Regions from separate parts of the Sus scrofa genome. Here all the other regions are linked to region 1. Evidence: chromatin contacts called from public HiChIP or PLAC-seq data. All regions are on one chromosome and are shown on one strand. The core of a region is the stretch at or near the end of the contact, and the rest is flanking DNA. Distances in the headings are between cores, read along the strand shown.

Evidence for each region. HiChIP or PLAC-seq counts read pairs in DNA pulled down with a chosen protein or histone mark.
Region 2: a contact with region 1 is called in an H3K27ac HiChIP or PLAC-seq map of alveolar macrophages. The contact joins two enhancer-like sites. A contact is called at or near these places in 1 of 47 Hi-C or Micro-C datasets (embryonic fibroblasts) and 1 of 2 datasets of contacts at active chromatin or transcription factors (alveolar macrophages).
Region 3: a contact with region 1 is called in an H3K27ac HiChIP or PLAC-seq map of alveolar macrophages. The contact joins two enhancer-like sites. A contact is called at or near these places in 1 of 47 Hi-C or Micro-C datasets (embryonic fibroblasts) and 1 of 2 datasets of contacts at active chromatin or transcription factors (alveolar macrophages).

Annotation. Positions count from the first base shown.
Region 1 is chr1:71,956,763-71,959,879 of Sscrofa11.1, forward strand. It overlaps a transcript of PREP not described here. Among named protein-coding and RNA genes, the nearest start is that of PREP, 320 kb to the left of the region's middle. Within about 2 kb of position 1,454, at least 1 of the 83 cell types and tissues checked has an H3K27ac peak or open chromatin away from gene starts, as enhancers often do. A contact at or near this core is called in alveolar macrophages, where this site is marked.
Region 2 is chr1:72,098,829-72,101,528 of Sscrofa11.1, forward strand. The region is part of intron 4 of LOC110260408 (a long non-coding RNA gene); the gene reads right to left. Among named protein-coding and RNA genes, the nearest start is that of PRDM1, 210 kb to the right of the region's middle. Within about 2 kb of position 1,408, at least 10 of the 83 cell types and tissues checked have an H3K27ac peak or open chromatin away from gene starts, as enhancers often do. A contact at or near this core is called in alveolar macrophages, where this site is marked.
Region 3 is chr1:72,123,599-72,126,548 of Sscrofa11.1, forward strand. It overlaps LOC110260408 (a long non-coding RNA gene), which reads right to left. Exons shown (of 8, transcript XR_002343654.1): 4 at 755-785. Among named protein-coding and RNA genes, the nearest start is that of PRDM1, 180 kb to the right of the region's middle. Within about 2 kb of position 1,448, at least 2 of the 83 cell types and tissues checked have an H3K27ac peak or open chromatin away from gene starts, as enhancers often do. A contact at or near this core is called in alveolar macrophages, where this site is marked.

The sequences.
Region 1 (3,117 bases), core at 204-2,703:
ATCACTTGAAAGTAACTAGGCTTCTCTGCGAATCCTGTAAACCTGAAGTCATCTGAATCTAGTGTATGCAGGACCCACATATTTCTGGATCCAGTACTCAGAGGATTGGATGGATTCAGGTTGCCTTTAGAAAGTGAAAGAAGAGTTGAAAAAATCACCAAATACATTAGCTATAGAAACAGCAGAGATGAAAGTCAGGGGGCCGTGGCAGGGGGTGGTTGAAAGCTCAATGGAAAGCAGGTAAAATTTTATTACAACAAACAGTGAACCTAACAACTCATTTCATTAGAAGGTAATTTTAAGATAATGGATATATTACGGGAAATAATGTTCACAGTCTTATGGACCTGGAGAGAAGGAACTAAGGCCAGGAATAAATAAAAACTAGGGAAACAAACAAAGTCAATGGGAAAGATAGGAAAGGGAAATTTCACCTTCAGACAGCTCTCCCATTTTATTTTCCCTAATGCCAGCCCCAAAACCTTCCTTAAAAAAAAAAAATTGGTATATGGGTACACTTCTTTGTTTTGGTGGATGGTTGGGATTGCTTATGGATTTGTTAGCAGTCATAGCATTTCCTTGTAGGGAGGTTAGAATGTTTGATTGTAAGAAAGAGGCAAGAACGTTGAAAAGTTCCTACTATGTAACAGAAGGACATAAGGCCTGTTAAGGTCTAAGCTGCAGTAAGTGTTTCAATCCTTCTCCCCCATGCCAACTGCCAACAATTAGTTAATTTTATCATACAGACTAGCAGGGGCATCGAGGGAGACTAATAAAAACATTTGTTGAGTTTATTAAGGAGAAAAGGCTTCAGTTACTTTCCCCAAAGCACTGTCATTATAGACCAGTGTCTGCCAGGTCATATAAACAGCTTTACTGTAAAGAATGTTTTCCTTTAAATGGATCTATTGTCATGGGACTTTATCTATCTGAAAAAAACAGAGATTTATCAGTGAAGAATATAAGAATGGGAAGCTTGTGACTTGTTATCCAGAAGAAAAAATTAAAGAGATGTCTTCAATTGGATTAAAATAATCAGGTTAGTTTCAAAACCATAAAGGAAAATGTACAAATCAACAATTTATAGGCATTTTAAAGTTTTTAGTTGCCTGAAATTATCTGAAGCTTAGAAGATGAAACAATTCTAAGACCTTGCCTAATTTTATTAAACATTTATTCAGTCTTATAAAGCATCTTTTATATATTCATGTAACATACAAACACACACACACACATATACATCCTCTCAGTGGCTACTCTTGGGAATGGAAGAATGTAGAAAACAATTCCTATAATCAATTTTTCTGATTTCTTTTGAATTGGGTCTAATATTTGTTCTTTTCTTTTTTGTATAGAGCTCTACCTGCCCAGGAGTCACAGCTCACTTCCAGGGCAGCTCTTTCAATGATGGAAAAGAATCAACAGTGACAGATCCATCCCAAAAGAACTTTCTCATCATCTCTCAGGTCTGGTGGTAAATCCAACCATAGTGACCACATCTACCCACTGGTCTTACTCAGTGGTTATAATGTTTGTGGTGCAATAATTATTATTAATTTGACATGTTTGTATCTTCAAGGTACTCAGGCAATGGCAAATGAACATAAAGCCCCACTCTTTTCTTTAAAGGAATCCAAGATAAGAGCATACTTTACTGGGAACATTATTTCGCTTGTAGAAAGGGAGAATTCCTATATTCTCTGGGGCTTTTGAGGCACTTTTCCTGTGGGCCAGCCACTAGAGGGCCTCGTGATGCTATATACTTTAATATTTTAAATATTGATTACTCTCAAAACACTGCTCTTCATGCTCAGAGTTCTCATTTAAATGGATAAAAATGGAAAGGATAAAAAATTGTCTTCAATTATATCTGCATTTAAAACATTGGGCAGAATTGGAGACAGAGGCTAAAATCCCATCTTGCCAAATCTATTGACTCACACGCCAAGAGAATCCATCTCCTGAAAGAGTGGATATGGCCAACAGAAAATTAGATACTTCACTATGACTCTTGAAAGACATTTATACCCTGTTCTGTCATTTTTTCATCCTAAGCATTATAAGCCAAGAACCAACATTCAACTAATTGCCACTCTGGAGATAGCCATGTTCAAAGTTCAACTTATTATTTCTCAGAAAATGAACAAGGTGATTGCTTCTCCTTCTCCTTCCTTTTTTTTTTTTTTTTTTTGGCTGCACCTGTGACATACAGAAGTTCTCAGGCCAAGGATAAAACCCAAGCCAGAGCAGTGACCCAAGCCACAGCAGTGATTGCTACTTCTTGATATAAGACTTCTGGATGGCAGCCAATGGTTTATCTCTAACCTGCCAGTTTGGGAGAAATTGTTGAGTTATTAAGCTGGGCTTGAATTCGTTAATACAATGATTTCTTGATTTCTTTTACCCAAGTTAAAACATTTGGCAAAAGACATCCAGGACATGTAGCCTTTTGTGGTGCATGAATAGCCTTAACTTAAACATGGACTACAACAAATTATTTTGCCTAATGTGTAATTATTTCTCAACAAACTTGGGCTAATATTGGTTTAACTATGTTTTGTCTATTTCTCTAAAAAATAAGCTTTATTTTTTAGCACAGGTTTAGGTTCAGAGCAAAACTGAGCAGAAAGTACAGAGAGTTCTTATACATCTCCTGTCCCCACACCACCACAGTGGTACATTTGTTCCAGGTGAAGAGCCTACACTGACACATCATTATTGCACAAAGTCCATAGTTCACATTACAGTTCAATCTTGTTGAAACTATGGACTTGACAAATGTGTAGCGGCATGTAGCTACTACCATTGTCATATCAGACAGAATAGATTCACTGTCCTAAAAATCCTTTGTGCTCTGCCTATTTATCTCCCCCTTTTAACTCCTAACCCTGGTGACTACTGAGCTTGTTACTGTCTTCACAATTTGCCTTCTCCAGCATGTCACATATCTGGAATTAGACAGTATGGAGCCTTCCCAGTTTGGCTTTTTTTCACTTGCTATTAAGCATTTAAGTTTCCTCCATGTGTTTTCATGGTTTAGTAGCTCATTTCTTTTTAGTGCAGAATAACATTCCATTCTCTGAATGGACCATAATTTATTTATCCATTCACTTACTA
Region 2 (2,700 bases), core at 158-2,657, 140 kb after region 1:
AAATTATAGATACAAGAAATCTGAGCACATAAAAGATGCCCAATCAATATTCACTCACTGATTGGTCAACTAGGTGAAAGCTCTACTTGGCAAAGAGTGAACCAGGATACTAAAAGTGTTCGTGTTCACCTAATTTAAATGAAGCTGCAAATGATTAGAATGAATAAGATTCGCAGTGAACACCTGGCCTAAAGTTAAGAAATTTAGGGGTTTCACAGTATTTGGTTACTCTTTTTTTGTCCAGTTTCCCCTTCAAATTAACTAAAGAACTAAATCAATTTAGGAAAGGTTCTTTTCAAAGTGTTTCTGTACCCACAGTTCTCATCAGTATTAGTAACAACCTTATGAGCACAATCAAATGGGAGCTAAAAATAAAAGGAACACAGTGTAATAAGAATTCACAGGCACATGCTGACCTCTAAGAAGACATAGCTCAACTTGAAACTTTGTCTACACATGACTCCATAGTCGACCCCAAAAAGCCCAGAATTAATTTTAAAGTTTCCTGTCCTCTGGTGTCTTTTTGATAGTTTATGTATCTTATGCTAAATCTTCAAAGTCCATTAAAAGTCCCATCTCTTCCATCAAGCTTTTACTCCTACAGATAACCACCACCCCTCTCTTCTACACACTGCAATTAAACTGAGATTTTTCAACTACCTTAAAGAGTGTTTGTTCTCATAAATGCTGTGTGTTTAGGTCATATTACATTTTTTTAAAACTTGGTATAGCTGTACAGAGCTAGGCACACAGACACACAACAAAAATTTGCTAATCAAATAGAATAATTCTAGATATAGTGACTAAAGAAAAAAGTGACTATTTGCTTGTATGTAGCAGGGTAGGAAGTTTGGGGAGTAAATCAAAATCCCGAACCACAAAGGTGAAGGTTGGAAAATGTTGGATAAAAACAATGAATTATTTTATATCTCAGAAATGTGTGGTGCCATAGATGTTTCTGATAGTATTCAGGCATGAATTTAAGAGGCAGATACGAACACACCCTCCTCTCTGTGGACGCACGGGCCCTAAGGAGAAGGCAATGATCTCTACTCATAAAACAGATTCGGAGCCTAATAGATTCAGCTCAGAGTTACTCTTTTCCAAAGTCAAATGTCAAATCCTTTAACACGGGCCAGTCCTCAGAAACCATAAAATAGCTGTCAGTCTAGCAAATATGATGGAAGAATTTTTAAAGTTCCTGGAATAAACATCACTCTGGGTATATATATATTTTTCTTGTCCTATGGGAAACCAACACAAGACCCAATTTTATTAGAAAACTGTAACGTTCCAAATTTCATCACAGTCAGTTCATCCTTAGCACACAGACAAGTCCCATGCACCTCACCCCACCACCTCTACTCCACAGTTCCCAGTGATAGAAAAAAAAAAAAAAAAAAAAAGAACTTCACCCAAGGTCTGCTGACGTCAATGGGTGCTTGCGTGCAAAGACAGTCTTGTGGATGGATTGAAGACAGCAGTGTTGTAACTTTTCTTAAGGCCTCAGTTATTCAAAGAAACCTCGCTTCTAAAGGGAAGTGTCAGAAAGTCCAGAACTCTATTTCAAGGAAAAAAGCAAGTAAATCTTAAAATAACTGAACGAGTTTCAAACTATATTCTTAAACTGAAAGTTTACATTCACATCTTGACATTGTCCTAAACCTCATAGCAATAAAAAATGGTAATCACATCTTCTTAGAGGGGAAAAAAAAGAAGCATGAATAAGAATAGAATCACAAGGATTCACAATTTTTTCTTATCTAGGACTTTTTTTTTGTTTCTTCAACATTTTACTTATGCAAAATACCATCTATGAATCCAAGTTCTCATAGAGTTTTCTGACTAATCAGAAAATTAGTGCTGGACATTCAGATATCCACAAAGAGCCACTTGCTCAAAAGAATAAATTAACACTTATTAAGAAATTAAAATGTCACATTTGTGCTGCATGGTGGGGGATGGTGTGAATCTGAGAAAACTGAATTAGAGAGAGACATTCTTGCTCTCAAACTCTCACAATCTACTGAGAGGGACAGGTATATATTCTGCCTTCTTGTTAATTCAAAAAACATTTGCTACCAACCAGACATATGTTATGAAATCATTGAATAAGGATTTAAACATCAATTGACCAATAAAAGGCAATGACAAGTACAGTCAATCTTATGTTCATTCTAAGATACATGAGCAGAGGTTGGTGGTATCAGGGGCCACGGTGGGTTGCCCACGAGAAAATACTTTATTTAGCTCATTCTTAAGACTGCTTATTTCTTACACTATACACTCTCATAGACAATGGGCTAAGAAAATATTTCTGTGACTTGAAATTATTCTCATCTACAAAACACTGTCAACTGTAACTTTAAAATAAAAGTGTAGTTCTTTTTCAATTTCTATATGAAAAGGAATCCTTTCATTCCAGGAAAGACAGTGTTACCCAAATGAATCACAAAATTGTTGCTTTGACACACTTCCAGATTTGTGGTTGTTAAAAACAACTTTCAAGCAGAAAATGCTGTCTAATTGTCAAGCAGCTTATTCCTCCGAGTCTCTTCTGAAAGGCTGGGTACAGATCAGCTGACAAGTTATTTAAATTCATTTCAGTTCCATAAACCATGTGTAAAGATCTGTTTTCAGGGCTGAAGTAACACCAAAAAAATGAAGACAGAGCCTCCGCCCCCATGGACTCACTTCTAC
Region 3 (2,950 bases), core at 198-2,697, 170 kb after region 1:
TCCCTATTTCTAGATCAATCTCCCTTCTTTTCCTGAGGCACCTGCTCATGCCGTAGTCCTTAGCTCAATTGCTTCTTCCTTAGGGAACATGCCCTGACCACCCAATGCCACACCCACTTAGTAAAAACTTTCAGATCACTTCACACCTCTCCCAAGTAGCTGGACGAATTGCATCTCCAGGGGATTCCTTATTTGTAAGCTCCATGAAGGCAGGAATGATGTCTGATTTTGCTCATGTTTTGTAATGATATTCCCTAGCACAATGCTTGGGACATAAAAGGTTCTCAATGAGAATTTGAAGAATAAATGTCAACACAGATGTTAGGAGAACAGAAAATTGCCCCTCTCCACAGCCACAGCCTCTGCAGTCCTCACAGGTAGAATCCAGTGACCCAGTCCTCTTGATAATTCATCAAGCTGAAACTCAAAGTCAAAAAAAAGGGGAACTTGGAAAGGCAGGCAAAGCAGGCAGAAGGAGGGGGCTTTCATTGCTGGAGACAGAAACGTCTCTGCAGATGGGCTGGAGGTGGTCAGTGTGGCTGCAGCCTCAAGTTGACACCGACTTCTCCAAAAATACCACCTGCCTCTTAACCCAGACTGGGGTTTATGTAATCACATTTCCCACTTATTACCAACTGCCAAATGTTGAAATTCTCAGAAGCCCCCCCCACCAGCTGCTTTTTTTAAGCCTTAAAAGAAATAATAACTCTAGCCTCTTAAAGAAGAAAAAAAGAAAATGAAGACAAGTTCTTACCAGATCTCTTTTCATACAAATGGGCTCCAACCTAAAAAAAAAAAAAAAAAAAAAAAAAATCTAGCCCTGGCTGAATTTTGATAAGTATAAGCAAGTAATTGCTACATTTCTTCAGGTTAATTTATCCTGAGTTACCTGATTCAAATTTGCACTGAATAAGCCAGCAAATTTCCCAGGATACCAGACGACTGGGTCATGTTTCTAAAGGCAGTAGCTACAGCTGATTTCTCAGTTCCCATAAGTGGCAATTTTAAAGCATATCATCACATTTATTGACATTTTTCCTAGTGACAGGTAAGGTCTATATCCCCTGCTTTTGAATCTGGGAAGTTTGTGACTCAAATGTATACAATAAAACATGATAGAAGTGCAACTGAGTGACTCCAGGGCTTGGTTATGGACAGCAATACAGTTCCACTTTATTCACAGGGATGGTCATTGTGGGAGCCCTGAGCCAGCAGGTAAGAAGTCTGACTCTCTGAGGCTGCCATGCTGTGAGGAAGCCAAGCCACACAGGGAGGCTGCAGGAAGGCACTCCCGTGAGCCATCATGGTCCTCGAGTCCTCTCCCAGGTGCCAGATATGTGAGTGAACAAGTTCTCAGATGACTCTCTTCCCCAGCTGTTGAGGCAACCTCAGACTTTGAAACTTCTCAGCTGAGACCTCACATGTGGGGAGGGGAGGCTCAAACAAGTCACCCTCCACTGTTCCCTTTCTGAATCCCTGCCCCCAAAGCATACAGTTATTGCGTTACACTACTGTGTTTGAGGGGGTGTTTGTTATGTAGCAATGGTAACCGAAACAATATAGAAAAATGGATGTCAAAACAAGTGTCTAGGGAGTTCCCATTGTGGCTCAGCAGGTTATGGACCCAACGTAGTCCCGGTGAGGATGTGGGTTTGATCCTGGCCTTGCTCATTGGGTTACGGATCTGGCACTGCTACAAGTTGCAGTGCAGGTCACAGATGCAGCTTGGATCTGGTATTGCTGTGGCTGTGGCATAGGCCTGCAGCTACAACTCCAATTCAACCCCTAGCCTAGGCACTTCTATATGCCACAGGTACAGCTGTAAAAAAAAAAAAAAAAAAAATACACTCATAAGTGTCTAACTTTTCTCCAGAGGAGTCAACACCCATCAACAGCTTTTAGCTCTGATAAGTCTCTCAGATGTAAACAAGACAAACAAATAAATGCTGGCCCCAACATTTCATGAAAGGATTAGATTGCAAGCATCCAAGCAGAAAGATACTTACCCAGAATGAGAAAAAAATGGTTTTTGGGAAAGGAAGAACTCAATCAATGTTTGATGAATGAATAAAGGAATGGCCCAAAGAACAATGAAATATTTAGGAGAGGATGTAACAGAAGGTGAAGTATCAAAAAAAAAAAAAAAAAAAAGAAGAAGGTGAAGTATCATTTTCCAAGATCAATGGCAACCTTAGCCCCCAGTTCAAAAAAAAAAAAACAGTCCTACAGAAATTCCTAGGGCTTATCCTTGTATTCTCATTCTGTAATATTTAAATGGTATTTATCAGCACATTTTCTGATGCAAAACTGAGCTGGATAACAAACACATTGAATGACAGAGAGAACCAAAATTATTTTGACAAGCTGGAATAATAAAGCAAGATAGGCATAAGTGACTAAAGTTTCCTTATCCCAGAGGGCAACAGAGGAAACCATATCGAGACCTCAGAGTCTTTGGGGGATGGTGTTGGACTCAAACTAAAGCTAATAGGAAGCTATGGAATACTTTAGACTAGGGAAATGCTTCCCATTGTGTTCTGATAAAATACAATGTTTTAGTGAATAAATTCACTATCTCTCTATACGGTGAAGTCAAGGGCAAATAGAAGTCCACTTAGCACCTGGGAAACATTTGCAGTTCCACAACAATGAAAGTACACGGATCTGGGCTGGGATGACCACAGTGAGAGGAAAAGAGGGGGCAAAGATGATTCTGTGGCACAACCAGGAAGACTTGGGCAGCTGGGGGCATATCTAGAGCACAGGTGCAGGAAGAGTCAAAGAAGACTCAGAGGCCTTGAGTGAGAGATCAGTAGAACTGATGGAAACAGAAAAAAGAGAGGAGGAAGCATGCTTGGAGAAAGAGGAAAGGAGCTCCGTAGGGACCTAAGGCCTTTGAAATAGTGCTAGCTAGACATTTCGGTAGAAAGAGCCAGTGGAATATTGGAGA